Linked DNA regions of Mus musculus: all the other regions are linked to region 4. Evidence: chromatin contacts called from public HiCAR-type, HiChIP or PLAC-seq and promoter capture Hi-C data. All regions are on one chromosome and are shown on one strand. Each heading gives the region's core, a stretch centred on a gene start, on an enhancer-like site or on the middle of the called end of the contact. The rest is flanking DNA. Distances are from core to core; before and after follow the strand shown. Region 1 has its middle 46 kb from the start of Akr1b3. Region 2 holds the start of Lrguk (leucine-rich repeats and guanylate kinase domain containing). Region 3 holds the start of Akr1b3 (aldo-keto reductase family 1, member B3 (aldose reductase)). Region 4 holds the start of Plxna4 (plexin A4). Region 5 has its middle 5.7 kb from the start of Gm32533. Region 6 has its middle 37 kb from the start of Gm32533. Region 7 holds the start of Akr1b8 (aldo-keto reductase family 1, member B8).

Region 1 (2,978 bases), core at 61-2,560, 1.7 Mb after region 4:
TGTCATGGACATCATGTAGCAGCGAGGCAGCTGAGAGATGGAAATGAGCTCCCAATTTGTCTTTGGAAATTTTTCTCCATTATGAGACTAGAAAGATTAAAGGGATAATAACACCTTATACCCATATCATGCTTCCCTCCCAGCAAAGAGCTTTCATATGCACATTATCTTATTTGAGCCTCGCAATAGTCCTGTGGGATAGTTATAATTGGAATTATTATTCATTTGAGGGGTAAAAAAAGTCTCTATAACTATGGAAACTTATGCCTTTTCCTTACTCATTTTTTAAACCACTAACCTTTCCATTGTCTCAAAATCCTAGAAGGGGGCCAGAGAGGTGGCCCAGCAGGTAGGAGTGCATGCTGGTCTTGCAGAGGATCTGAGTTCACAGCAACTCATATCTCCTGTGACTTTAGTACCGGAGGAATATCAACACCTCTGACCTCCGTGAGCATCTTCACCTATACACACATACCCAAACCTGTGTGCGTATGACAGTTGAAAGGAAAAACAACTTTGTAAAACTTTGGAGGTTTTGGAGGTCTGGGTGGTGGCTCAGCAGCTAAGAGCGCTTACTGTCATTGCAGAGGATCTGGGGTTAGTTCCTAACACTCATATGGTGGCTCACAACTGTCTATGGCTCAAATTCCAGGGTATCTGATGCCCTCCTTGGCTGGCCTCCATGGGCTCTTGCATAAACTCATACAAGCACGTGAGATAAACAATTTCTTAAAATCCAAGAAGGGTATATGAAGCACAGTGATAAGCAGAGAATTCCCGCGCTCAAGGTCAGCTATTTTCTAACAATTTCCCATCTCTGAATTTAGGATGCAAGCGTTAAGACATTGGTATTAGACTGCTGCCAAGCAGAGGCACACAGAAACTGTCCATTTCAGTGCAGCTTGTTTGGGGGTGGTTTAAAAAAAAAAAGAAGACGAAGTAAACTAAAATCATAGATTGTGCACAGCTAGCCGCCCAGTGGGTTACTATAAACTAGGCACAGGGCTAACAAACACTAGGGAGAAATGGCCACATTTGATGAGGGTTCAGGGGAGCCCAGTTGCAGCAGGCTTTCCCAGAAGAGGCACTGGGAGAGCCTAATCCTCGATGGATCCCCTCGAGCAGGTGGAAATGTATCAATGGGACTCGGGCCTGATGTTAATCCTGAGCCTACTGCGCTCCATGCAAGTAAGCTAAAATGAGGGCTGAAACATTCACTGTGTTGCTGTTGCATCCAGATCAGCATTTAGTTCCCAGGCTGCTCCTTCGATGCCAGCCAGCCAACTGAACAGCCTGCTTTTTCTGTGGTCTGTTTTCTAACAGTGTATTGTGTTCTCAGTGTGTGTACTGAATTCGGTAGGACTGGATTAGAATAATGTCTGACTGCAGCTCTCCTTGCAGGAAGAGAGTCCTCCAACTGAGCTCTCCCAGGGTCTTGGGGAGGGAGCCTCTGCTGTGCTCCCTTCTGCACCAACTCAGCCATCCTATGTGCACCCAGGTGATGCATAAGCTGCTCCCAAGAGAAGCAGCAGGCCTTTGAACGAGGTAGTTCTTTTCATAGTTGTTTGTCATGTGTTTTCGTTCCCCTCCTGGGTGGAGTATTACTAACAGGATTAATAAACAAAAAATATCAATACCGTGAATACTGACACATAGATTCTCTAGGAGTGTGATTTATCACTGGCCTTGGGAAGCAAAGTCATGTGACATACCCTTTCATGCTGCCAAGAAGAAAGCAATGTTTTGTGCACATCTGGGGCTCCCATCATCACTTTTTAGGGGTGCAGATGAAGGAGGAGGTGCTAATTCTGGGAGCTTACGTAAACTCCATAGCACCAGTAGCACTTGACATAGGATTTTCTGATCAGGCTGGGTCTTAGAGCTTTTCTCTCTTGTGTAGAGCTGACATTTGAAGGTGCACTTGTTCCACTGCTGGAGAAGTCATTAGCTGAAACTTTAAAGTGAAATTTCCTCCAAAAAGATAAGGATCTTTTTACAGATTTTCAGAGTGTCTAGAGAGATGCCTAAACTCTAAGTACCTGTTTGGAAGTGTGGGGTTGGAATTTGTAAAGTGTGGGGGTTAGATAGGAAGAGGTGATAATTTGAAATAACTGTGGCAGTCCCTTATGCAACAATTTTGGGTGGATGGGGTACGTTTCCAGATTTGACTGTTTTGAGGAATTATTTGTTAAGCGGCATGAATGCATGCACATCTTGTGTGGGAGAGTCAGTCCTTGAAGCATCCTGGGGTCCAGAAGAGACCCTCTGGATAGCAGTTAAGATCTCAACTCCTAGCTTTGAAACTATCATTTCCATGACCATGGGTGTCTTAGTTAGGACTTTATTGTTGTGAAGAGACACCATGACCAAGGCAACTCTTATAAAAAAGAAACATTTAATTGGGGCTGGCTTATGGTTTCAGAGGTTTAGTCTTATCATTGTGGTGGGAAGCATGACAGTATGCAGGCAGACGTGGTTCTGGGAGAGCGAAGACTTTTACATCTTGATCCACATGTGTCAGAAGGGGACTGGGAGCCACACTGGAAGTACTTGAACATAGGAGACCTCAAAGCCTGCCCCTATAGTGACACATTTCCTCCAACAAGGCCACAGCTAATCCAACAAAGCCCTACTTCCTAATAGTGCCACCCCTATGGGCCAAGCACTCAAACACATATGTCTATGGGACCTTTTCAATCCACCACAATGGGTAAGTCATCTATTGTTTCTGTCCCTCTTTTTCCTTATTGATCAAATGAAAAGACAAGAGATTTGTGATAGACATTTTCTCTCCCTCCATGATGCAGATATAGGCCAGATTAGACCAGATTAAAAGTAAATAAAGACAGGTTTATTAGGAAGTGACTCTCCGATGGGTTCACCAATCTCACAGGTGAAGGCGAGTGAAGTCACAAGCCTAGGCTACCGAAGGGGAGTTTTATGGTCCTTAGATGAGAAGGGATGATGAGTCAGCTAGC
Region 2 (3,074 bases), core at 388-2,887, 1.4 Mb after region 4:
CTTTTATTGTCCAAGCAGAGATTGGGGAGAATTCTTTATAGCACATTGGTCAATACAATGCCCACGTCTAGACTGAAATGTGACCTTGGGACACAGAACAAGCATCTGAATGCACAGTTCACGAGACCAACTCCAACAAATAAACTCTCCCCAGCCTGTTTCATTCTAGTCCTTGTAGGGCAAACATGTTTTTCATGTTTTGAAATTATTCTTTGACAGATCCTAACTCTACCATCAAACATTTTTCTCAGTAGATTGCCGTTAGCAAAGTTCCCTCTGCTACAAATGCTGATTAAGTTATTGAAGACACACATAGGGTTTGCGTTTTTATAATTTCTGCAAGAGCAGAGCGAACACTCTAGTCTTCTTAGTTAGGTGGATCCAGACCCTAAGGCAATGAGGTTGGAGAGAAATCCCTTGTCAAAATCGGTACCCACTAGGAAAAGAAATAACAGGCAAGGCAAACCTAGCAGAGAGATACTTTCATTGCGCCCTTTCCAGTTACGAGCCGCAAGATAATGAAGGAAGGTAATTCTGAAAGCTTTATGTCAGTTTTAATGGTCCCTCAAGCACTAAGAAAGATAATAGTCAATGGATGGTGTCCATAAGAATTTTTTCTCCTTTTCCCCTGACAGCCATTGATAGGATCATTTTGTATTTGTAATGGCTGTCACTGAAGCATGGAGAAATGGCCCAGTAAGGCCAGAGGATGAAGACAACTTCCCTGTCAGGATCTCTGTTGTCATTGCTATGGCAATAATAGTTGCTACAGTTCTCGTTCTGTTTTTCTATAGCATGTCTATTTTGTGGAGCTTAAGGCTATAGGATTTGGGTTTCATAAAATCACACTAGCAGAATGCCATGCCTTTTCTAATCCTTCAAGAAGAACATTTGATAAAACTATTCAGCAGGATGAAAATAATTACAGATGCAGGTCACTTGACTAATTATTGATGGAATACTAACCTCTTCACAGGGGTTCAGATACACTACAATTAGTTTGATTTATTTTCCTTTTCTCTCCTCCCTTTCCCTTCCTTCCCTTCCCCAATCTGCCCCTCTGGTCCCACTGCTAGCTTTTTTCTTCCCAAGGACCAGACTCAGAGTTGGACAGGTATGTAAATTAACTACAAATGAGCTCTTAAAATCCTTTGGTAGTTTCTCTTCATTATCTACAATGAAAGGAAAAGGAGAGGAGTCAGGTCTTTTCAATCTTCTATGTCACGGCCTCATCTCCTCCCACGGCGCTGTGCATAGTGTTAAATTTCATCTTTACTAGCTTTCCGACCGACAGAATTAGGGATGTCAAATGCTTCCAAAGTTCGATGGTGTGAATGAAGCCAGACTGGAGATGCTTGTGTGAATGTTATCAAATGTGAGGTGAACAAGCTCAAAGAAGGACAGGCAGCAAGAAGACAAAGAAAGTGGGTGGAGAAAAGGGATTAAAAGTACATGCAAAAAGGAACAACACTAGCCACTGAACGTAAAGAGGAAAATAAAAGAAGCAGCAGAACGCTGCAAAAGTGAACGCCAATGGAGACCTTGACAGAATGTGCAAGTACGGAAGCTTGGACTACAGCCCCCCAGAGTTCCTTGCAGCGCCGCGGGCCATGACGTCAGTCTCCTAGGCAACGCGTATAAACAAGATGGCGGCCTTCGAGCGAAATCCCTCGAGATGGAAAGGCACCCGTTTCAGGCGGGGTTTGGGCGCCTCTCGCATTGCAGCCCAGGCGATACTGTCGCTCACAGAAAAACAAAGTCAGGGCCGTTGGCCTTCTTTCCCCCTGGGTCTGAAGTCAAAAGGGACTTTCAGAAGCGCCTCCTCTTACCTCCTCCACCAGCTCATCCACCGCTCTCATGAGGCAGAAGCGGAGCAAGAAGAGAAGCAACAGGAGGACGGAGAATCTGAAGAGTCAGAGGAGTCCGAAATGCAGAATTTGGAGGTGTGCCTCCCCCCCTCCCCAACCCGCACCCCAGTCTCAGGCATCCTCCAGCCGCTCAACCTGGCTGCCTCAGCGGCAGCTTGCTTCTGCCTTCTCTAGCCCTGGGCTCAGCCCACTCCACTCTAGCCAGAGGGCAAGGGCTTTTCTTTGCTGCTTATTTTTATTCCCCCATTTCTCGTGTGCTTCACCTCCTGTCTTGGAGAAAGGGGGTGAAACCCTCCAAATATTTACTTTCTTTTCCTAGTTTCTTATCTGTCAGATTACACACTGTTATAACGGGGGGAAAAAAATCAGTGTACCAGTATGGGTTTAATGCTTTCAAAATTACGCATTGACAAAATTATGCGGGCCATTCATCTTCTTCCTTCCTCCAGGGTGGTTTAAAAAAAAATCCCAATGCTCTGCTGAAGACGAAATAATGTATACGTTTTATATGTTACTTCTGCTCGGGGTATTTGTGTGCCTATTTAAGCACTCCCACTCTTTCTGGTTAGAAGGGAGCCACAGCATGATCAGAGAGAGCCAGCTCACCCCTAGTTGGCAGAGTTTGGCTTATGGGGAGCGTTCCCAACGCTCTTAACTATTTTCCTAATCTCCTGATTCCACTTCCCTTCCCCACTTGACTGTATTCCCACACACCGACTGTCCTTCCTCATCCCTTCGCTTCCTTCCACCTTGCATTCCCTTACTCCTAGTATTGGCTTCTATTTATTGTGCTTTTTCAAAATCGTAGGTTGATCTGTTTCCCTCTCATACCCAGTTAGGCTTTTCTCTCTGTCATAGCTACTCAGAACCAACATCTTTCTTGATTTCACTTCTTGCCTTTTTTCGCTGCTCCCCCTTCTTTTCCCTCAGCTTCTTCACAAGCCACCTTTCTCCCCCTGTCAAACATGGCTCCTGGTTTGCCTTCTTTCTTGTCCTTCCTGCCTCTGACCTCCCGTTACTCCACTTCTGCCCTCCTTTCCCTGGGCTCTTGTCTCTAATGCCCTTTCCTGCACTTGGAATATTTGGCCTATTTCCCCCCTCATCCCTCTTTTTGTTTTTCCTAGTCTACATCTTTCTTCCTGGGCTGGTTGCATTCTAACGTTGCTTGAAGTTGGCTATAGCAGTGTGCTGGCAATGGCGTTCTTG
Region 3 (3,023 bases), core at 338-2,837, 1.7 Mb after region 4:
CAGGCGGACATTTTCTTCACCTCCACCTAACTCAACATGACTTTTGGATCCATTCTGAGATCCAGGCACAGTGGGAAGTAACAGAAATGTCTGAGAAGAAACCAAAACGATCTATACATACAAATGTATGTTATTTTAAACAAACACCCAGCTCTCTGAGGCTGTCACATGCGCTCTAGCCACTGGCTTATGAATGCTTACTCCTTATTTATCTCAGAACTGATCTCAAAATGCTGGCCCATGAGACGATTTTTCTAAAGCGATGAGCTTGGTTTTTGGAGAAATGGGACAGAATTAAAGTATCATCATCCTACCCATAATTTGGGTCATGTATTATAAAACTACTGTAGTTACATGTGCCTGTGTGTGCTGTGTCCAGTAGCTGTGTTTGCTATGGCAGGGAAACCGTCTTTCTTATCATTCCACCACACCGAATTCAACCTGGTATCACGGTTGTAATTCAATCATACCTTTGCAGTCACCAAGGACCCTCTGTAAGGAAACAAAAGCCGCACTTGCTAATCTACTGGCTTAGATACACGTTCTGAGAAAGACAAGTCTATGACCTGTTTCTTATTCTCCATTTGCATTACCCGTTGTTTTAACTGTAGTTTGGGTAGAAACAGACTCTGTCTGGTTTCAAACCATTTAAATTCAACCCTACCTGATTTTCTCTTACCTTCACTGTGTCTAAGTGCCCAGGTCCACCATACTCAAGGTTCTTAAAGATCGAGGTCACAGCATCGGTCTATAATATATAATACAACTACCCTGCAAGTAGCTTAAGAGCTAGGTTTTTCTGCTTCAGCAATAACACCAAAAATTGGTTCCTTAGTTGCCAAATAATCAAATCAGTTATAATTTTTGGTTTTTAAATATCGGTTCTTTCTTTTTGTATTTCACTATGATGTATCTGGCCCTCTTCTCAACTCTGCTGTGTTGTGTTGAGGTTTTGGGGATATCTCGCCTGAAGTCTTCTTATTAGTGGGTGGCACCCAGCAACGCGGAAGTCAGATTAATTCTCCAGGAGTTCCGCACCCATTAAGAACTGCACTCAGAGACTTAGAGGACAGAGAAACAAGCTGGTTCCTGGCAAGCTCTCGCCTGCTAATTTAATTATCTCAGGCCCATTGGCCCAAGTGGCTCATTCCCGAGAGGGCAACATCTGCGCCAAGTGAGGTCAATTCACTCGTGAGGCTGGGGCGCCACAGGTGCCAGATGACAAATCTAGGGCTCTGCTTCAATCCCTCTCACCCGGGTCACCGTGGGTGTGTCTCCACCTGGGGCGCCCACGCGGACTCGAGCGCTGCTCGCCCGAAGCCCCACACGCCGGGCCGCAGCCAGATACGCTCACAGGCCCCGCCACGCGAGCCCCGCTCCGCGCAGGCCGCTCAGGGTCACCCAGCGGGCGGCGGGTCGCACCCTGATGCATGCCTACCTTCCAGGTGCCCAGGCCCAGGGTGGGCATCTTGGTGCCGTTGTTGAGTTCCAGATGGCTGGCCATGATCGCTGCACGTTACAAACCCGGACCGGCAAATGTGCAGCGCTGGCTCGGGCGCGCACCTTTAAATAGCCCCAACGGCCTGTAGAAAGAACGCCTGCCATTGGTTGCACGGCTGAGAGACGGATCCTTCTGATTGGTCGATGCCGCGGTTCTGAAGGGGTCGGCGAGGATGCTTCTTTCCCTAGGTCCTAGCGGCACGGAATTCTCCAGCTGCTCTGCTTGCGCCCCACGTGGCAGTGTTTGCCCGCTGTTGTAGCACCAGACGGAAAGCTCTGAAAATAACCAGCAGACTAGAGATAAGGAGACTGGGGAGAAGTTTTGGTTTCGTTTTCGAGCCCAGAAGAAGACGTCTGTGTCTTTTCTAATCTCAGAATGACACTCTTCTGGAATCTTACACATCTTGCTTTGAATCTGATGGAGCAGATAGGCGTCAGGTGTATTTAAGAGCGTTCCCCCCCCCCCTTAGATTAAAAGTTAAATTTCAGGTGTACTTAAGCACTCCCATCCCCGCTATTAAAATGATTGCAACCGGTTTTGCAGAGAACTACGAAATACCCGTTTGTAGTACCTTTCTACCACTACCGGTGTCTGAACATGTTTAGTCTGGTTCAACAAGACTTGATGCAAAAATCCATAACCGTTAAGCTATGATCTCCCATAAGTTTCATCTCTGGATCACACATAAGTGATTTTGGAAAGTAAGACTCTTAAGCGGAAGGTTCCAGTATAATAAGTTGGCTAAACTCTGGAGGAAAAGTGAAAAGTCAGAGAACAAAAAAGTGAACAATCCCATAGTAGGAAAAGTCCATTCTCATACAGCAATGATTCCATGTTAGGGGGTACGAAATAAATCAGTTGTATTAGGTAGAAAAACAAAAGACTTTTCCTAAAATAATCTGAGTTGCCCCAAGAACTATGACGGCAATTTTGGCACTCGTCCAACACCCCTCTGAGTGATGGTCTGTTTCATTCCAGTCTCCTTCTGCTGGGTCATGCTCCAGTTGCCCCCTGATTACGCAACAGGGACAACTGCATCTGCAAGGTAATGAGTCAGGAACCCCACCTCTCTAAATCCCATTCTGGTGATTTTCCAGTCGGTGCCCTCTTAAAAAGTGGCACTTCTCCACTCCCACCCCAGGGAAAATTTATAAAGAACAGATATTTTCCACTTGAGTTTTATTAACAAAACCAATCCCCACAACTGGTGGCATGTGGAAATTCTGGTGTACTTTTTCTCTAATTAATAGTATTTGAATTTGAGTCTAGTTCTGGGGATTTGGTTTGTGTAAGATAACAGGTGACCTGACGCCCACCACTTGTCCTCTGTGAAATCCCTCTTGGCATAGAGACTTCTCTGCCTTTTGAACCTCCTGGGTCCAAACACAAAGAGCTGATTGATGTCTTGTGAAGTGATGCTCTTGCTCTGTGTGGCAGCTCACATCTCTTTACTTGACATTAAGAAAATAAAGGGGAAAGGACCGAGATGTTGTAGTCAACCTGGTTGCTAAACGAGATCCTT
Region 4 (3,129 bases), core at 276-2,775:
CATATGCGCCGCCCTACAGAACTGCAGCCCCAGTTGCCTATGTGGCCTCCTCCCAGGCACCGGATCACCAAGATCTCCAGTTCTCTGCCCTTTAAATATCTCTCTGCCTTTCTCCTATTTAAAAGCAAAAAATCTCCGGGTGTCCAAAAAGCTAAGGGGCACAATTGCACTGGGCGGGTCTCATAAGACCTCCCATGACTTCTCCTGTCTTATAAAAACCAGTTAGGAAATGAAAGGAGCTAGAAACAGCAAAATCGTTCCCTCATCCTACCAGGCTGGATAGGAGAGTCAGTCATTTACTGAATCCCACCCTGAAAGTCCTGGGGAAGAGAAGTCTAGGTCCGGAGAGGAGAAGAACACGGGAAATCCCTGCTCCGGCTGCGATGCACCTACGCGGGTGTCCAGGTGGGACGTGGGCAGGTGCGTGAGCGCAGTGTGTGCCTGTGTGTGAGTATGTGTGTGTGCGCGCACGCGATTTGTGTTTTGCGTGTGTGTGTGTGTGTGTGTGTGTGTGTGTGTGTGTGTGCGTGTGTGTGTGTAGTGGGCTGCCTCAGAGCAGGCGAGGACTCCGGGACCGGACTCGCCACCTCCGCCCGCTCTGCCCAGCTGGCCCTGTGCCCGGCCGGCGGCTCCTTACCTGGAAGCGCGGCGTTTCCCTCCTTCAGCCCCAGCGCCGCATTGACACTGCAGATGGTGCCTGTACCGCTGCCTCTCGCCCTCCTCTGAACGTGTGCGTGTGCGCGCGTGTGGCTGCCTCCTCCAGCCCCAGCCCCGAACGCAAATACTCCACCGAGGCACGGGGAAGCCACGAGCAGCAGAGAAAAACGGAGGGGGCCAAATCAGAGCCTGCCGGGCTTGACAGCTCCTCTTGCAGCGTCCAAGGTGGGCGTAATGTCCAACAAAAAGGTCAGGAAATGAAGATCAATTCCAAGCACCCCTAGCTTCCATCCAGCCCCGGAGCCCAAGCAGCGACAGCGGTGGCTCTCAGGGGCTGCGGCGGCGACGCGGGGCTGCCCCCCTTCGTCCCCACCCCCGCGGGCTGAATGTCCTTGATGCCAAGCGGGCACGGCGGCGTCACTCCGCGCCGCCCATGCTAGCCGGGTCGGGCCGCTGCCCGGGCGCGGCGGCGAGTACGTTGGGGACCCGCCGGGGAGCGCTCTCCGATCCTCTGCGCGCCTCCCTGGGCAGTGACGGCCACCCCCTGGCAGCCCGGGGCTGGCTGCGCCGCTGTCGCCCCCAACCCTGGCCGGGGACTAGCCGGGCAGTGCCCAGGGGCCGGGGCTGGGGGGCCTCGGAAGCCGCCGGCAGCTCCCCGGGGAGGCGCGGAGCTGCGGTGGTAGCAGCGACGGCGGCGGCTAGCGCTGCGGCGGCCAAGAGCGCGGCCGTAGTCCAAGCCGAGCCTCCCAGGCGCGTCCCCGGCCCCCCGGGCGGGCTGCTCGCAAAGTTTGCAGGGGGCAGGGAGCGGGGCCGCCGCTGGCTCGGCCGCCGCCGGAGCTCCCGGGCTGCCTGCTGCCGCCGCGGCTCGCTGCTGCTGTGCATTGAAGCCCGGCCAAGCGCTGCAAAAACTCCAGCTGCCTGGCGCTCTCTGGGTCCTCCTCTCCTCCCTCCCGCCCTCCCTGCTTCCCTTCCTCCCTCCCTCTCCTCGCCTCCTCCCCTCCCCGCCGCCCGCGGCCCGCCGCCGCCGCCGCCGCTGCCGCCGCCGCCGCCGCTCCCTCTCTGGCTCGCTAGCTGGCTCGGAGCTCGCGACTGACATCTAGACCAAGGTAGAGCGGCCGGCAGAGGGGGCAGGGGGCGCTTCCCCGCACGCTGCCGCCACTGGCCCGCCTGCTCTTCCCCAGTGTGGACGTTTGCAGACACCCCCTGGGTCTTCTTGGCTTCCTCGAGTCACCCTGGCGGTGGAGACACAGGGCAGAGTGGTGCATATATGGTGCCACCAAGTGCACTTGGATCGGGGCATACTCCCAAGCAGGCATGTGGTGCAGGCGGTCAGAGGCACTTCTGGGTGTTCCTAACAGACACCAGCCAAACATACATCCATTCCTAACCTAGAATCCCTGTCCAGCCCCACCAACCAAGGTAATCCTACACAGAGCACTAGAGGATGCCCAAACCCAAGGTTTCTTCTAGTCCTAGGACAGAAATGAATGGCCAATGCCACAGAGCTTGTTAGGTAACCTGATCTGTCCAGAGGCTGACCTTGCTTCACTGTCTCTGAAGCCCTAGGTCCTGGGCCATGTCCTAAACATAACCCAGACATTGCCAACATCAGAATAGTTTCAGAAGCCCAAAGGAAGAAATCCAGAGGTTGCTTAAATTGAGAGAGCATCTGGCAGGCAGGGAAATAGGTGAGGCTGCACTATCTAGAATATCTCTACAAAGACCCCCTCCAGTTAATGAGCCCAACGACCAAAATAAATAAATAAAAATAAAACAATTTTCAAAAGGATGCCCACCTATTTGTCTACCCAACTCTGCATGCTAAGTTCAAGGAAATGGCTCTGTCAGCCAAGTTCAGTAAGACTAGCCATTCATCAAAGAAAGACCTCTCCAGGAGCTTATGGTTTGGGGTTCCTGACCCACTCTCCCATGACACTTTCTTCAACCTCAGTCACTTCCTGCGCATAACTGTCCCTCCCACCAAAACCTCTCAGAATCTGCTTACTAGGAAAAGGTTGACAGTGGTATAAATTCCTTCCCCTTCTTATAGGGGTAATGTTTTCACAAACATCAAAGTTATACCCTCGGTAGACTTTCGAGGTGACAAGTTGGACAAGCTTCCGGGCAGGTAGCACACTTGGGTCGGGTTGGACTTACCACCCAGGACCTTGTTGAAAGTGCTCCCACCAGAAGGACACAATGAATCAAGTGTAAGCATGAAGAAGCCAGCCAGCCAGACATTTCTCTAGTTACAGGGTGTTCCAGGAGACAGCATGGAGCCCTGTTAGGCTCTGGTTGTCTGCTGAGCATCGCATGGCCCAGAAGACAGCAAGGGTTATCTTATTAGCTCCCTGTAATACATTGATCTGGCTCCTCTCTTCTCTGAAACGCTGGATCCCAGACCCAAGATAAGCACACAATATCAAGTTAGTTTCACAAGCCCAGAGAAACACAGAACAATAACTCCATGTT
Region 5 (3,037 bases), core at 428-2,927, 1.6 Mb after region 4:
TTGTTAACAAGTCCTACCCTTAAACTGTATAGAAAGTGTGTGCTTAGGAGATTCAGGGGCACCTCTGCCCCATTGCAGGACAGCCCCAGCTCGCAGGATCAATAAACCTCTTGCTTGTTTCATTGATCTCCATCTCTGTGTTTCTGTGAGTGGAACATCCCAGACGTAAGGCTCTTCAGGTCTTACAGGGTCAAGGATTGACACTTATGAGCTGACAGAGACCATTCTCACTATACATTATAGTCATCAACCAAAAGAAAGCAACACAGGCTTGCCCACGGGCCAGTCTGGTGAAAGTACTTTCTCAGTTGAGCTTCCCTCTTCCAAGATGACTCTAACTTGTGTAAAATAGACTTGAAACAGTCTGCACGACCATATCTTTGGGTAGTTATCCTAAGGCAGAGGTTCTCAACCTGTGGAACATGACCCCTTTGGGGATTGTATAGTCTATATTTTGCATAAAAGATACTTACCTTATGATTCATAACAGTAAAAAAAACTACAAGAAGGTTGAACAGCATATGAGATGCATTCAGATTTTGGTTGAAATTTATTTAATGATTAGGAGGATTAAACATCTGTTCATTTACTTATGAATCAAATATTGGTCACATACAGAAATATCTGTTCAAATTGTTCTTTGACTTTACATTTAGAAGCACAGTAAAGAACAAATTCTTTAGGTTGATGGTGTCTGAACTCTGATTAGTCTCTAAGCAGCAGAACTAAAAGGAGCAGGAGGCCGTCTCAGAACACCCTTCACTTGACACTTGCCCTAGTGTGTTAACCTTTTATGTTGATGAATCTTCTTATTTTTTCTTTGCTAAAAAAAAATCATAAATTTGCTCATAATTCAACAGTGCAAAGTCAAAAAGACATAAAAATGTAATAGGTTTGTCTTAGGGTTTTACTGCTGGGAGCAGACACCATGACCAAGGCAAGTCTTATAAACAACATTTAATTGGGGCTGGCTTACAGGTTCAGAGGTTCAGTCCATCATCATCAAGGTGCAAGCATGGCAGCATCCAGGCAGGCATGGTGCAGGCAGAGCTGAGTTCTACATCTTCATCTGAAGGCTGCTAGGAGAAGACTGGCTTCCAGGCAGCTAGGATTGGGGATCTTAAAGCCCATGTCCCAGAAACACACCTACTCCAACACATCTCCAAATAGTGCCACTCCCTGGGCCAAGCATATTCAAACCATGACAAGGTTAAAATTGTAAGCCCTTCCCTTGAAACTCAACAACTCAACTAACTACCTTCCTTACATACTTCTGCCGTTCCTGAGTTTTGTGCATTTCTCTCATTAGCTAATAGGCAGAGATACATTTTTTAAACACAAATATTTTTCCTTAATCTGTCTTGGAAACTGTTCCATATTAGCCTGGTGATGGTTCCATATTAGCCTGGTGATGGTGCCACCAGCTCCTTTGGCTTTCTAGACATCATCTTACCGTGTAGCCTTAGCTGGAACTTGCTGTGTGAACCAGACTAGGCTTGAATTGCAGCAAATCTTCTGGCAAGCCTCCTACCGACCTCTGTCTGCTGTGTGCTGGGATAACGGATGTGAGCCACCACACCAGGTCCCGCGTTTCTCTTCTTAACATCTGAAAGTGTTCGGTTCGTGGACGTGGCATCTTCTATTCAGCCACATCCAAGGTCTATTCTCTTGGATGTTTAGGCTCCCCAGTGTCTTGCCATAATGAATGCCAATATGTTGAATAGCACTGTATTCTTAAGCAAACTAAATGGGTGTGTCACCAGAAAATTTGGAGAATCCCAACTCAGCCTCCAAATGATACCAGGAAAGTGAGGGTCCCTTTTTGAGATTCTTAGTCTCATTAGTAACAGAGTTTAAGAATAGACTCTAATGGAAGATTGAGCCCAATTTATTAGAGTCTAAAAGGAAAAGCCTAGAGCAGGTAAACTGTCAATCTCACAGTTGCCTAGAGGTGGGGGGAGGGAGGGGAACGGAGGCATAGTATGGAAAAGAGAAGGAAAACAACAACAACCATATTGTTTGAAAAGAGGGGAACAGAGGTCAGTCACATGGTTGGAGGGGAGCTTTAGAGAAAGAGTAAGGAAGCCCAGAGTTGTGGAAAGCCGGTACGTGCTGCGAGCAATCGCATGTGTGCCGCCAGTAATCTCTGAGGAGAGCTGTGTGTGCCGCGAGCAATCGCCATTATAAGATGGCGTGGGCCTCCGCTGTGCCTAACTAGTAAACAAGCTTTGTACGCAGGTGCAAGAGTGAATTCACTCCTAGTCACTCCCATTCTCGGGGTGTAATAGTGGGGTGATGGGCAAGCAACGAATCGGGAGCTGTCACGCCATATCAGGTGCTGAAACGTCACGCTGCGGGTTATAAAAGCAGCGCCATTTTCCCGGTTCGGAATCTTCCTGAGAAGCAAGCAATAAAGCTTTTGCCGCGGAAGATTCTGGTTTGTTGCGTCTTTCTTGCCGGTCGAGCGGGACGCAATACAGAGTATTGAGGAGACCACAGTGGGCTCTGACCAGCATCCGAAAGAAAAAGACAGACGAGATGGGTGGGGTGGGGGAAGTGGGGATGGGAGTGGGGTGCAGACCCACAGGAACCTCACAGGGGCTCACAGGGTTGCCCCTAGTGTGGCAAAAATTCTGGGAAGAAAATCTATGTTATCCTCAGAGGAACCCTCCCACCTAGGGGGCGTTTCTGCCTTGTTAGATTAACTGGAGAAAAGGTCACTCCTCCACCTAGAGATAGAGTCCCGTGTTTTATTACAGCAGGGAGACAGCAAGCCATTTGTTAGCGGTAAAGCTAAGCGAAGTTAATCACCTCACCTATGTTTGTGTTCCTCACAAGTGTTAATAGCATTAATTCTCTCTCCTCTCTCCCTGCCCTTCTCCCTCTCCCTCTTCCCCTCACCCCCGTATGTGTGTGTGTCTGTGTGTATACATGTGTGGGCATATGGTGTGTGTGAGTGCACACATGTACCGCGGCATACTTGTGGAGGTCAGTGGCCAGCTCCAGGTGCCTGGATTCCACCTTGCTTGAAACACAG
Region 6 (2,752 bases), core at 235-2,734, 1.6 Mb after region 4:
GGTCAGTCCGAGGAAAATGCATGTTATCCTTCAACTCCCTGTCTCCATGATGGGTCTTCATGTCAGAGGTGGTAGACAATGTGTGATTTAGTAATCATGTCTTTCCTTCCTATCCATCATGACTAGGGTGATTTGTCTCCGAATCAATCGTCTAAAGGTGGCCCCTTATTTCTGCCCACCCAGTGACTTTCAGGGGTACCTGAGGTGCTAGCATTCATTTCTCAGCGAATGCGGTTCTGCTGCCTGGGTTGGGTCCTAGCTGACACTGCGCATGTGCTCCTGTGTACACATGCACACATCTTCTAAGGTCTGACAAACACTTTGCTCTGTTATTTCTTTAAATGTAGGAAGTTTATATTGATCATCTGCTGAGTGGTAGAACTCACTAAGTGCTGTCAGGCATCAACATGAAAAAAAAAAAAAAGGTTTCTCTATTGATCCTTAGGAAAATAGTCTCCATTATGGGACTACCACTCACCCACGCCATCACACAAAACCAATGCCTAAACAGTTGCTGTGTTGTGTGGTATTAAATACCATCGTCAGCACTGGTCAGTCAAGAGCCTGGGCAGAGTGGAGGTGCTTCCTTCATCTAAGGCATACAGGTAAGGAAGGAGAGAGAAATGGTGAACAGAATGAACGTCTGTCAGGGAAAGCAAGCCAGTAAGCAGCATCCCTCCGTGGCTTCTGCATCAGCTCCTGCCTCCAGGTTCCAGCGCTGCTTGAGTTCCTGTCCTGCCTTCCTCCAATGATGGATTGTGACCTGGAAATGTAGGCCAACTAATCCCCTTTCTCCCCAATTTACTCTTTGGTCATGCAGCCATAAAACCCTGACTAAGACAAGCATAAAGAGCAAGCAGGGTTATTATCCTGGTGGCTCTGGTTTCTGCCACAGTACGTTCCTCTGCTAAGGCCACGCCCATCCACATGGGATTTCTCTATGGACGCCACTTTAGAATGTGCCCCATGTGCCTCATGTGCCCTGCCATGATTCTGATTGACAGCAAATATAAGCTGCTATATTCAAATTTCCTCCGTGAAGAACCTGTAACGGTTCCCTGTTGTTTAATAAAGGCCAAGTCCAAATTTATTTCAATAATGTATAAAAAATTCAATTGAGAAAATAAATCCACATTATATGACTTGCAGATTATCATGCAGCCGCTGCCAGCAGCCATAAGCACGGTGGGAATGATAAGCCTGAGATTGGACATCGGGCTCCTTCAAGGTGGCACATGGATAGTCTCTCTTTGGTTTCATTCAATCATCTGCTTCCAAGCCTGCTATTTCCAGAGGATGCTTCCTGCTCCTTTCTTCCTTCTCATTTCCACCTCCCCGCTTTCCTTTTCCCTCTCGAAATATACAAGTGAACACAGAAGGCAGAAGCCTGACCCTGTATGAAAAATAAGCAGGAGAAAGGACCGAGACACTTTGTAACTATTACCCAGCCTCTGACTAGGCAGTGTCAGGTGATTGTGACTCATGTGGAGCACAGGAAGCCAGAGTGGGGAGGAGGGTGGGAGAGAGGCCCAGAGTCCATGCTTGGCATGGCTGGACTTTCATGTATTCCCCTTTTCTTCCAAATGAAAGGCCAGTGATTGTCAGTTCTTTGTGGGCTAATTCCAAACAACAGCTGTGCTGTTAGTTACCTTTCTTGTCGCTGTAACAGAGTGCCAGATAGAGCCACTTAGAAGAGGAGGGACTTATTTGGGGCTCATAGTTGGAAAGGATCTGTCACTACAGGCAAGGCATGGCGTATCCAAGCTTCCACAACATGGAATATGGAGCTTGGATACATTGTGTTATCTGGCCACTATATAGACACCTAATGGTGGAGCCCATAACAATACAGGATGCCTCTTAGATACATTGTGTTATCTGACCAGAAAGCAGAAAGCTGGAGCCAGAAGCAGGGCAGGTTACAACTCTCAAGCCCTTCTGTAATAGCCTGCTCTTGCCAGCCAGGCTTCCTACCCCAAAGACTCCAGGCTTCCCAAAGCAGCACCAGCAACCACGTGTTCAAGTACAGGGGAGTCTGTGGGGGACATTTTACAGCTAACGGATAGCACACACTTGTGGAGACTTAAAGTGAGTTTTACTAGTGGCGTCACAGAAAATGGTCACAGTAGACTTGGTTTCCAAACAACAAAGTTCAGCCAAGGTTGGCAGCCAAGGAAAGAATGGACACGAAAGCTGACGCCCCGCCCCTCCTTGTGTCCTGTGACAGTCCTGCTGAGTGCCTGCTTCTCCCCGGAGTAGGCCGAGGAGCGGAATTTATTACACAAAGCTGCACTGGGGCTGGAGCGCACAGCAGAAACTGTTTCTTTTTCTTTAAGTGTCAAGACTGTTGCTTATTTTTCAGGTAAATGTTTTAAGAGAAGCCAGATAAAGTTACCTGAGTATATTTCTTTTTTGAGAAGTATTATTATTATGTACTGTCATGATTTTATATTTTTCATTAATTCATTTTTTGGGGACAATTTCAGTATATATATATATACCCGACACACACACACCACACACACACACACACACACACACACACACACACACACACACACACAGGTTACATAAACCCTCCAGCTGTTCTTCTCCTCTTTCCATCCCCATTACCTCCTCTTGTCCCTCCACGCCCCTCCCACCAGCATATCTTTCTGTTTTGATTCTAACTTTGTCACCCAGGTAAGGACTATTCTTCCCAAGGCCTTTGCTAGATGTTATACTTCCAAGACAGTTCTCCCTTATCACTGAC
Region 7 (3,151 bases), core at 483-2,982, 1.8 Mb after region 4:
TCAGTCTCTCCTGAGAACATTAAGTTGTACGCACACTGCAACTTTAACAGTGCTGACTGTAAATATTTCTAATCAGCCTGTGAACCCCTTCAGTCAGTTTCCCCAGACATTTCAGTTCCTCTCTCTGTGCTGTTCTGGAGACACACTGAAGGTGGCTTAGGCATACACCTGGCTACCTGCCACTGTCCCTGGGCATCTGTGGGTCAGGGCTTCCATCCTGAGCTTGCTATTTCTGCCCTAGGCTCACCTTGGAGACCAGAGCTCCTATGATCTGGGACTTCTTGAATCAGTGAGGTATTCCAGTTACACCCCAAGGTTATTGCTGATAAGTATTTCAATATTGGAAAATGATAATTTTTATTCTCTTATAACTCCCGTAAAATCTTTTGTTTACTCTGATTTTTCTGGTTTTTCTTTCTAGAGGACATGCATTAGTTTTATAATATCAATAAAGTAAAAGTCAAGAACATTTACATATGATTCTTGAAAAACTATAAACATGGAGGTGAGAATGTATTATTCTATAAATGACTGAAAATTGCCATTTTGAAAAAAAATCAATTTTGACCTATACCTTGTGTGATAAACTGAAATAAACTTCATTTGAGTCTATATTCCTACTTCTAAAGATCTATCCCCAGGGAATGAGGCCCAATGCTTCACTGCAATGATATTTCTTGAAATATTATTTATACACAATAGAAACCAGCTGGAAATCAGCAAGAGACCTAAGAATAGTGGAAATGGTAGAATAAATTACCATAAAATAGAATGCAACGTTAAAATGTTTAACATAAAGGCAATTTTGAAATGACTCACTATAAACGTGTAGAAAAGCTAGCCTTGTGGTGTCAGCTTTGGAAAATGTGGTGCGGTGCATAGAAGCTGACACAGGCTGAGAAGAGCCCAGGAAACTGCACCGGGCAATGGCATCCGAGTGACAGAAAAGGATGTTTATGCTCGCATCTTTCTTTTTCATGCTGTCCTTAGTGAAACAGAATATAATCACAAAAGTCTGGTTTTTAAATGTAAGCAAAAAAAATGTAAAAGCTCACTATAATTATACAGTTAGACAACTTGTCAAATTTCAAATTCAGAGAGAGGGGGGATAGAGAGAGAGAGAGGGAGAGGGAGAGAGAAAGAATATTATCAAAGAAAGGTCTTAGTGGTTAACAGGGGAAATTTGCTTTTCACAATCTTCCATCAATTAGATGAGTAAAACTTAAACAAACAAACAAACAAAAAGAGGGTCAGAAAACACTCTCTCCTCTCCCGTTCCCTCCCCTCTCTCCCCTCCCCCCTCCTCTGCAAGCGCCCCTGTCATTGATCTTTTGTGATCAGCAACAGTTAGCTCAAAATAATTTATGCAGCCTCCCATTTTGCCTCTGAAAACTTTTACTTGCCTCAACCTCATGGAATACCTACAGGCTCCACCGTTCTCCACACACTGTGGAAACCCATACATATTCTCCACACACTGTGGAAACCCAAACATAGCTAGCAATATAGCTCGAAGGATCTTTCACCCCATGCGCCTAAGGCTCATACACCTCTAAGTAGCTCTACAAAGTAATTTATATTCTGCATCAGGGAGATTTCCCTCTGGTTTATGACTAATCTTTACTCACACTCTTAAAAGCTTACAAAAGACTGGGATGAACTTCCGGTTCATTGCGGGAGGGGGGGCGGGGGCGGGAGGGGTCTGGGCGTGGCGCTTGCAGTAAGAGCCGGCCTCTTCATCCAGGACGTTAAAGCCTCCATCTGTCTCATTAACAAGGACACAGACATCTGCTCTCAGCAAGATTTTGGCAGCAACCATGGCCACGTTCGTGGAACTCAGTACCAAAGCCAAGATGCCCATTGTGGGCCTGGGCACCTGGAAGGTGAGTGCGCAGTCTTGGGCACCTGGTCTTGGCATTTCCTCTTCTTTTTATGACATCTACTGGGAGTTTGGAACCCTAGAGACAGAACACAAGTTGGTTTTGCCTTTTGTGCTGTTTCAGACCTCAAAGCTCTGACAGACTTTTTCCAGCAGAGATATCCCTGTGAAGTGTCAGGTTTCAAGTTTTCCCGAACTTGCCAGTTACCCTCTTAACAAGCTTTCTTCTGAACTCATGAGACACTTAAAGTTTTATAAGTTTTGGCTGGTTTGAAGCAGGGCAGTGGTGGTGCATGCCTTTAATCCCAGAAGTTGGGAGGTAGAGGCTGGCGAATTTCTGAATTTGAGGCCAGAGGCCAGCCTGGTCTACAGAGTGAGTTCCAGGACAGCCAGGGCTGAGTTATTCAGTGGCAGGACACCAAAAGCTCCAAATGACCTAGCTCTGTTTGGTGGGGGAAAGACTCTGCAGCTTGTGGCCTGGAAGCCTGGGGGAAAGGTGGAGTCTCAGACCCTAGCACAGGCTACTGGCACCTGCACCTTACCAAGACACTACACCATTTTCTGAGCACATCAAACTAAGCAGGAAGATGACAGAGCCTGAGCTCAGATCCTGCCTGGCAGTGTGCTCTCCTGGAAGAATGCTCCAAGGCCCTTCCCACTTCTGTTGAGACAAGTCTGACATTGTTCCATCTCCTAACTTTGTCCTTGGGTTTATTTCCTTTCGTGATAACAGGACAGTGGTCAGCTAGTTTCCAGGAGCTGTCTCTATTTGATTTCTGGCGACTGGGAGTTACACTTCAGTTTAGGCTGCCCTAGAACTTATTCTATAGCTTGGGTTGGCCTTGAACTTGCAATCCTCCGGCCTCAGCTTCTAGAGGTTATCACAGGTGTGAGCCACCTCCAGGAGGAGTTGTTTTTGGAGTCCGAGTCTCTTGTCCTGGTGGCTTAGCCTCTGTCTCTCGCTTAGCCTCTGTCTCTCGATCTTTGCACTGTCTTTTTCTTCTGATCATGGGACAGAGGTGGGGCCTCTCTTTGATTCAGCACTGGGTTTAAAACCTCGAATTTGCTCCAAATTAGACATTTCACTTTCTACCAAGCTGTCAAGCACTCTGACCAGAAGTAACCCACAGAAATCCAAAGATTAGACCGAGCGCTTGACAAGGGAGTTGTTGTCAAGATAAGGAGGTGGTATCATAGAGGGAGAGTCTGCTCTTATCTGAAGGAATGCTGGCAGGCAAGATTCTATTGGAAGGCCCAGGTACTTCTGAACCG

The links. Promoter capture Hi-C pulls out the DNA fragments that hold promoters and counts their contacts. HiCAR-type assays count read pairs that join an accessible place to other places. HiChIP or PLAC-seq counts read pairs in DNA pulled down with a chosen protein or histone mark.
Region 1: a promoter capture Hi-C map of hippocampal neurons shows a contact between it and region 4, with 11 times the contacts expected there. The contact joins the enhancer-like site here to the promoter of Plxna4 in region 4. A contact is called at or near these places in 15 of 39 promoter capture datasets (the 3T3-L1 cell line, 3T3-L1-derived adipocytes, the HPC-7 cell line and 10 more), 1 of 15 datasets of contacts at CTCF or cohesin (stem cell-derived epiblast-like cells), 8 of 484 Hi-C or Micro-C datasets (the N1E-115 cell line, adipose-derived mesenchymal stem cells, cardiomyocytes and 5 more), 6 of 115 datasets of contacts at active chromatin or transcription factors (astrocytes, embryonic forebrain, embryonic hindbrain and 3 more) and 2 of 9 other capture datasets (embryonic stem cells and liver).
Region 2: a promoter capture Hi-C map of hippocampal neurons shows a contact between it and region 4, with 11 times the contacts expected there. The contact joins the promoter of Lrguk here to the promoter of Plxna4 in region 4. A contact is called at or near these places in 12 of 39 promoter capture datasets (the 3T3-L1 cell line, 3T3-L1-derived adipocytes, the HPC-7 cell line and 7 more), 8 of 484 Hi-C or Micro-C datasets (B cells, the N1E-115 cell line, cerebellum and 3 more), 9 of 115 datasets of contacts at active chromatin or transcription factors (SST interneurons, astrocytes, embryonic forebrain and 6 more) and 2 of 9 other capture datasets (adipose tissue and embryonic stem cells).
Region 3: a contact with region 4 is called in a promoter capture Hi-C map of embryonic stem cells, with 5 times the contacts expected there. The contact joins the promoter of Akr1b3 here to the promoter of Plxna4 in region 4. A contact is called at or near these places in 1 of 39 promoter capture datasets (embryonic stem cells) and 1 of 115 datasets of contacts at active chromatin or transcription factors (embryonic forebrain).
Region 5: a HiCAR-type map of embryonic stem cells shows a contact between it and region 4, with 7 times the contacts expected there. The contact joins the enhancer-like site here to the promoter of Plxna4 in region 4. A contact is called at or near these places in 9 of 39 promoter capture datasets (the 3T3-L1 cell line, 3T3-L1-derived adipocytes, the C10 cell line and 6 more), 4 of 484 Hi-C or Micro-C datasets (the N1E-115 cell line, cerebral cortex and cortical neurons), 4 of 115 datasets of contacts at active chromatin or transcription factors (embryonic forebrain, embryonic stem cells, forebrain and 1 more) and 1 of 9 other capture datasets (embryonic stem cells).
Region 6: an HNF4G HiChIP or PLAC-seq map of pancreatic cancer cells shows a contact between it and region 4. The contact joins the enhancer-like site here to the promoter of Plxna4 in region 4. A contact is called at or near these places in 14 of 39 promoter capture datasets (the 3T3-L1 cell line, 3T3-L1-derived adipocytes, the C10 cell line and 10 more), 1 of 15 datasets of contacts at CTCF or cohesin (embryonic stem cells), 1 of 484 Hi-C or Micro-C datasets (the N1E-115 cell line), 9 of 115 datasets of contacts at active chromatin or transcription factors (astrocytes, embryonic forebrain, embryonic hindbrain and 6 more) and 1 of 9 other capture datasets (embryonic stem cells).
Region 7: a contact with region 4 is called in an H3K4me3 HiChIP or PLAC-seq map of embryonic forebrain, with 5 times the contacts expected there. The contact joins the promoter of Akr1b8 here to the promoter of Plxna4 in region 4. A contact is called at or near these places in 3 of 39 promoter capture datasets (the 3T3-L1 cell line, the C10 cell line and hippocampal neurons), 1 of 484 Hi-C or Micro-C datasets (the N1E-115 cell line), 1 of 115 datasets of contacts at active chromatin or transcription factors (embryonic forebrain) and 1 of 9 other capture datasets (adipose tissue).

Annotation. Positions count from the first base shown.
Region 1 is chr6:34,269,656-34,272,633 of GRCm38.p6, forward strand. No RefSeq gene overlaps it. Among named protein-coding and RNA genes, the nearest start is that of Akr1b3, 46 kb to the right of the region's middle. Within about 2 kb of position 1,311, at least 20 of the 459 cell types and tissues checked have an H3K27ac peak or open chromatin away from gene starts, as enhancers often do. A contact at or near this core is called in astrocytes, cerebral cortex, forebrain and 1 more, where this site is marked.
Region 2 is chr6:34,027,811-34,030,884 of GRCm38.p6, forward strand. It overlaps Lrguk (leucine-rich repeats and guanylate kinase domain containing), which reads left to right and starts at 1,638. Exons shown (of 20, transcript NM_028886.1): 1 at 1,638-1,943. The coding sequence starts at 1,647. Gm38786 (a long non-coding RNA gene) reads right to left here and starts at 1,914. Exons shown (of 4, transcript XR_868961.1): 1 at 1,830-1,914.
Region 3 is chr6:34,315,902-34,318,924 of GRCm38.p6, forward strand. Akr1b3 (aldo-keto reductase family 1, member B3 (aldose reductase)) reads right to left here and starts at 1,588. Exons shown (of 10, transcript NM_009658.3): 1 at 1,439-1,588. The coding sequence starts at 1,504.
Region 4 is chr6:32,586,667-32,589,795 of GRCm38.p6, forward strand. Plxna4 (plexin A4) reads right to left here and starts at 1,526. Exons shown (of 32, transcript NM_175750.3): 1 at 638-1,526.
Region 5 is chr6:34,189,949-34,192,985 of GRCm38.p6, forward strand. No RefSeq gene overlaps it. Among named protein-coding and RNA genes, the nearest start is that of Gm32533, 5.7 kb to the right of the region's middle. Within about 2 kb of position 1,678, at least 11 of the 459 cell types and tissues checked have an H3K27ac peak or open chromatin away from gene starts, as enhancers often do. A contact at or near this core is called in embryonic stem cells, where this site is marked.
Region 6 is chr6:34,233,142-34,235,893 of GRCm38.p6, forward strand. No RefSeq gene overlaps it. Among named protein-coding and RNA genes, the nearest start is that of Gm32533, 37 kb to the left of the region's middle. Within about 2 kb of position 1,485, at least 42 of the 459 cell types and tissues checked have an H3K27ac peak or open chromatin away from gene starts, as enhancers often do. A contact at or near this core is called in the HPC-7 cell line, astrocytes and pancreatic cancer cells, where this site is marked.
Region 7 is chr6:34,352,414-34,355,564 of GRCm38.p6, forward strand. Akr1b8 (aldo-keto reductase family 1, member B8) reads left to right here and starts at 1,733. Exons shown (of 10, transcript NM_008012.2): 1 at 1,733-1,883. The coding sequence starts at 1,818.